2 separate regions of the Hordeum vulgare genome follow, and region 2 is linked to region 1. Evidence: chromatin contacts called from public Hi-C data. All regions are on one chromosome and are shown on one strand. Each heading gives the region's core, a stretch centred on a gene start, on an enhancer-like site or on the middle of the called end of the contact. The rest is flanking DNA. Distances are from core to core; before and after follow the strand shown.

The links. A called contact is a pair of places that touch in the nucleus more often than the background predicts.
Region 2: a contact with region 1 is called in a Hi-C map of leaf, with 3 times the contacts expected there. The contact joins the enhancer-like site here to the promoter of LOC123405075 in region 1. A contact is called at or near these places in 2 of 6 Hi-C or Micro-C datasets (both in leaf).

What each region holds. Positions count from the first base shown.
Region 1 is chr6H:266,367,171-266,369,986 of MorexV3_pseudomolecules_assembly, forward strand. LOC123405075 (probable serine/threonine-protein kinase At1g54610) reads left to right here and starts at 1,397. Exons shown (of 6, transcript XM_045098924.1): 1 at 1,397-2,660; 2 at 2,750-2,816. The coding sequence starts at 1,566.
Region 2 is chr6H:266,827,352-266,830,167 of MorexV3_pseudomolecules_assembly, forward strand. LOC123404013 (DNA repair protein XRCC3 homolog) reads right to left here. Exons shown (of 2, transcript XM_045097918.1): 2 at 2,363-2,816. The coding sequence ends at 2,725. Among protein-coding and RNA genes, the nearest start is that of LOC123404013, 3.4 kb to the right of the region's middle. Within about 2 kb of position 1,455, at least 3 of the 3 cell types and tissues checked have open chromatin away from gene starts, as enhancers often do. A contact at or near this core is called in leaf, where this site is marked.

The DNA.
Region 1 (2,816 bases), core at 147-2,646:
AAGGTGTTTGGGTGTGCTTGCTGGCCACATTTACGTCCCTACAATAAACGTAAGCTGGAGTTTCGATCTAAGAAGTGTGTTTTTCTTGGCTATAGTTCCCTTCATAAAGGATACAAATGTCTTCATGTTCCCACAAATCGTGTCTATATATCTCGGGATGTTGTGTTTGATGAACATGTGTTTCCCTTTGCCAACTTACCTGTGTCCACCCATGAGTCACCATCTATGCATCCATCCTATCTTGCCTCTGACCAATTTGATGATGTTGCATATGCTCCTATTTTGTTACCTAACCATGGTGCAGGTGTTGCTAGAGGTGCTAGTCTTGAGCTCCTGGACGAGCCTGCAGCTGCACCGGCTGCTACCGGTCGCGACGACCGCGGTTCCCTGGAGACGCCGGTTCGGTCGGCCTCCCTGCTGCCCGGTCCGACTGGCCGACTCGCCTGCGCCAGGGCTGTCGCCGATGGCCTCTCGGCCCGCGTCACCCCAGGCGAGCCCTCGCCCCGCCTCGCCCACGCGGCCGTCCTCTCCTGCGTCACCGCCGCTTCGTTCGTCGACGCCGTCCAGCCCCTCGCCGGCTGGGCACCCTTCCCCGCCGCCCAGCCCCTCGCCGGCTGGGTCGTCTTCACCGACGCCCAGCCCCTCGTCGGCTGGGCCCCCTTCACCGCCGCTCAGCCCCTCGCCGGCTGGCCCCTTGCCGGCTCCTGTGGTCTCTCGCCCACATACGCGCAGTCGCAGTGGTGTTGTGTGCCTTCTTAAGCGCACCGACGGCACTGTTGCGTGGTATGCCTCTTGCATGGCTGCTGCTCTTGCGGATCCGTCCTCGAAACCGCGTACGTACCAGGCTGCAATGACTATTCCTCATTGGAGAGAGGCTATGGAGCAGGAGTATCACGCTCTTCTTCGCAATGAGACGTGGACTCTTGTTCCTCCACCACCTCGGGTCAACGTCATTGATTCTAAATGGGTCATCAAGGTGAAAAAGCATTCGGATGGGTCTATTGAGCGCTACAAAGCGCGTCTTGTTGCCAGGGGATTCCGACAGCGCTATGGTCTTGATTATGAGGGTGGTTCATCATTTAGAAAACTCGTAATTAACTATAGAGTACGTGACAGTAGTACTGCAATAATCTTCCAACTACCTTATCTTTTTTTTTTCGCAGATTCCAACTACCTTATCTGCAGGCGTCTAAAATATTTGTACAGCAGGCGGCATGTCAACTAAAAAAGAAGTAATTTTTATTAGCGTTGGCCACTCGTGAACAAAGGATGGCTTTGTTATGCTACATTCAACCAGATGGAGAAAAAAAAAGATATAAATATGATTTTAGGTATTGAAAATCAAACTATGGGTAGTAGAGATGGGTGGCATGCACGTTACAAAAATTCGTGCTCCCACGACCACCGCTTCTTGGAGGACCCCGCCTAGCTAGCTAGACCTCTGGTTGTTGCGGGCGCGTGCCTGTCTTCCCCGACGCGCGCGTCCCTCTCCACTGTTGAGGAGCGTTCCGGCGGTCGGGGAGAAACGGGGAGCCGGCTCCGGCCGGCGGAACGGCGGCTCAATTATGGGCAGCCTTTGCTCCAAGGAGCAGGTGAACGAGGAGGAATACGTGCCGGACAGGTTGCAGCCGCAGAAGGCGCCAAGCCAAACCCTGAAGCAACTCATCACTCTCACCTCCAAGGAGGATTCTGCGGTCGTCGCGCCGGTCGTGCACGCAGTCATCGGCAGGTCTGAGTCCAACGTCAAGGCCAAGGCGCAGCCTACCACCGCGCCCGGTGCCGAGAAGAACGCTCCGGTACTCGTCATCGCCTCTCTCAACAAGTCGTACTCGTACAGCACAGCCGGGCTCACGCACCACCGGCGGCCAACCGTGGACGCCGGCGACCATGATGCCGCAGCGGCAGCGGCAGCGGAGCCCATCCCGCAGGGCGTGCCCCAGGGGTTCTCCGGCGAGCACGTGATCGCCGGCTGGCCGTCCTGGTTAACCTCCGTGGCCCGGGAGGTCGTCCATGGGTGGCTGCCCCGCCGTGCCGACACCTTCGAGAGGCTGGACAAGATCGGGCAGGGTACGTACAGCAACGTGTACATGGCGCGCGACCTGCAGAGCGGCAAGATCGTGGCGCTGAAACGGGTGCGCTTCGTCAACATGGACCCGGAGAGCGTGCGGTTCATGGCGAGGGAGATCCACATCCTGCGCCGGCTTGACCACCCCAACGTGATCAAGCTGGAAGGCATAGTCACGTCATGCCTCTCTCATAGCCTCTATCTCGTCTTTGAGTATATGGAGCACGACCTCGCCGGCCTCGCCGCTACCCCGGGCCTCCGCTTCACCGAGCCGCAGGTCAAGTGCTTCATGAGGCAGATCCTGGCCGGTCTCCATCATTGCCACGGCCGTGGGGTGCTCCATAGGGACATCAAGGGATCCAACCTGCTCATCGACGACAACGGCGTGCTCAAGATCGCCGACTTCGGGCTGGCCACCTTCTTCGATCCGGCCAAGACGCAGCACCTCACGAGCAGGGTCGTCACGCTGTGGTACCGCCCGCCGGAGCTCCTGCTCGGAGCCACCGAGTACGGAGTCGCGGTCGACTTGTGGAGTACCGGCTGCATCCTCGCGGAGCTGCTCGCCGGAAAGCCCATCATGCCCGGACAGACCGAGGTTCCCCATTAAGCTCATCTTAATTAATTTGATTTTGATCTCTACTCTGGAACTCCATCTCATTTCTGTGGGTGTCCGTGCTCACGCAGATTGAGCAGCTGCACAAGATCTTCAAGCTTTGCGGGTCGCCGTCCGAGGAGTACTGGGTGAAGGCGA
Region 2 (2,816 bases), core at 205-2,704, 460 kb after region 1:
CGTCTAAATGCGACACCTCGCTCTTCATTCTTCGCCGCGGATCCTCCACTGCATATCTACTGCTATACGTGGACGACATCCTCCTCACTGCAAGCTCCACCGCCCTGCTCTGCTCCACCGTCGACGCCCTGCACCGCGAGTTCGCCATATCCGACCTCGGCGCACTCCACCATTTCCTCGGCATCAACGTCCACCGCACCACCGATGGTCTATTCCTCTCACAGCATCAGTATGCACTCGAGATCCTCGAGCGCGCTGCCATGAGCAACTGCAGGCCGATTGCCACTCCCGCCGACACCAAACGCAAGCTCTCTGCGCAGGATGGGCCGCCCGTCTCCGATCCCGCTCTCTACCACAGTCTCGCCGGCGCCCTGCAGTACCTCACCCTCACTCGCCCCGACATCGCCTATGTCGTCCAGCAGCTCTGCCTCTTCATGCACGACCCGCGCGAGAGCCACTACACCTACCTCAAGCGGGTCCTGCGCTACTTTCGCGGCACTGCACATCTCGGTCTTCGTCTCTGACGCTCCCGCGACACCAATCTGGTCGCCTACTCCGACGCGGACTGGGCTGGTTGCCCCGACACGCGACGCTCCACATCGGGCTTCTGCGTCTACCTCGGCGACAACCTCGTTTCCTGGTCATCCAAGCGCCAGCACACGATCTCCCGCTCCAGCGCGGAGGCTGAGTACCGCGCTGTCGCCAACGCCGTCGCCGACACCTGCTGGCTTCGTCAGCTGCTGCACGAGCTTCATCGACCTCCAGCAGCGCGACGATCGTCTACTGCGACAACATCAGCGCCACGTACCTCTCCTCCAACCCGGTTCAGCATCAACGCACGAAACATGTGGAGATCGACCTTCACTTTGTTCGGGAACGGGTCTCCTTCGGCGACGTCCACGTTCTCCACGTCCCTTCGTCCTCCCAGTTCGCCGACGTCTTCACGAAAGGGCTGCCAACCGCCATCTTCACGGAATTCTGATCCGGCCTCAACATCGTCGAAGACCCCGTTGCGGCTGCGGGGGGCTGTTGGAAGACGGCGCCCACTTCCTCCTCGCGTGCCTTGCCGCCCGCGTCTCCAGCGTCACGCAGCTCCACTACCGAGTCCAACGCGACTCCGCCATCCTAGCTCTCGGCTGGAGAATAGCTCCTGGTAGTTCACCAGATCGCATGCACTAACATGCCTCTCCCGTGTATATAAAGGCTATGCCTCTCTCTGCAATAGACACAGTGAATCTCATCTATCTACTAAGTGGGCCAACATGCTATTGGGCGCCACCACCTGGGAGGACAATGACACTCTACGACAACGCTACCATGCAGCTAGAATATAGGAAGACGGTGAAGGTGGGGCTCCTTCGCAAGAGAGGGGCAATGTCACGCCTGAAGATGTCCATGCTCGATCCTGCAGCAGACTCACGAAGTGCATTCAGTTAACTGAACTGCAATGCTACTACCTGTGTTGGGCCAGAGGCCATGTATTGCGATGTGTGGGCCTTGGCCTGTGAGTGTAGCCCACAGGGCAGACTACTTATGTAAATTCCTATGATGGTAATCGGCAGCGAATGATTAAGCCGATACTTCTCCTTTCCCCTCTTCCAAGCTCTCCTCACATACTCCCCATTCCTCATCCCCTACCTACTGCCCGATCTCGATGCCCTCCCTCTTCAGGGCATTACAAGGAGGAGGGCGCTTGGCGCGGCTGGACGACAGAGGAGGTTGGCCGCGGCTTGCAAGAGCACGGGCGGCAACCGGTGGCGGGGTCGACTCGGGGCGAATCAGTGGATAACGTGCGGGAGACGGGAAGGGAGGAGCGGCACCTCAAGTTTGCTTGATCCGGTTCCTACCTACATAAAGAAGGCATGTGATCCGAAAAACAGGGAATTAAGGGCGGGGCCGCGTGGATCAGGTGAGCGAAGCGCACACATCGACTGGCAGACCGCTGCGTCTGCTTAGCAGAACATTTCATCCGAGACGTTCATCTGAATAATAAACCATTGACGTAATATATGCAGTAGGATGTGTTTAACTTAATTTAATCGAAGGGTCCTGATTATCCCATGTACAGTTTGTTGTGTGGGTTTAGAAAAATTAATGTTTGCTCTTTTAATAGTTGTAGAGATTCTAGGCGAGGTGGAAACTTGAGCAAATGTGCTTGCCGACCCCGAAGCCATCCAACAACCGGTAAATTGCCGCCTCGAAATAGTGCACCACGGTGACCCCATTCATCAAACATCTACAAGATGTCTTGGGTATCTGGTCATGATTAACTTGAGAGATTGAGTTGTTGGTCATGGTGAAGAAAAACTGCAACGGGTGTTGCAGGCTTACGAAGCACGCAGTTTCTTTGAAAAAAAATCAGTTTCGAATCTAACATATATGAGCTTTAAACTGAGATATTGACAACTTTGAACAAGTTTAATCTGGCTTTCAATGAAACACATCCCAAATTTCAATCTAAGCAAAATCGAGGAAAACTTGAGTGGGAAAAGAATTTAAGATCAGAATCAAACCTACCCACCTTGATGGTCTAGGACAAACAGGTAGCTGCACGCGGTGGTATAAAAGGCGATGGAGCTGTCGGAGGACGGTGTGCCGACGAAAAAAGACTCGACAACTGAGGAATGAGGACGCGGCGGGCAAGGTAGACCACCTCGTCAGGAGAGGACGCAATCCCGCACGCTGAGCAGGTCCAACCGCCGGCGAGCCTGGATGTGGTGGAGGCTAAGAGGAAGAAACCCCATTCTCCAGGGTACCGTGGAAACAGACGGCGACATGGCAGATCCGGTCGTCATCATCGTCGGTCCGATTGGGAG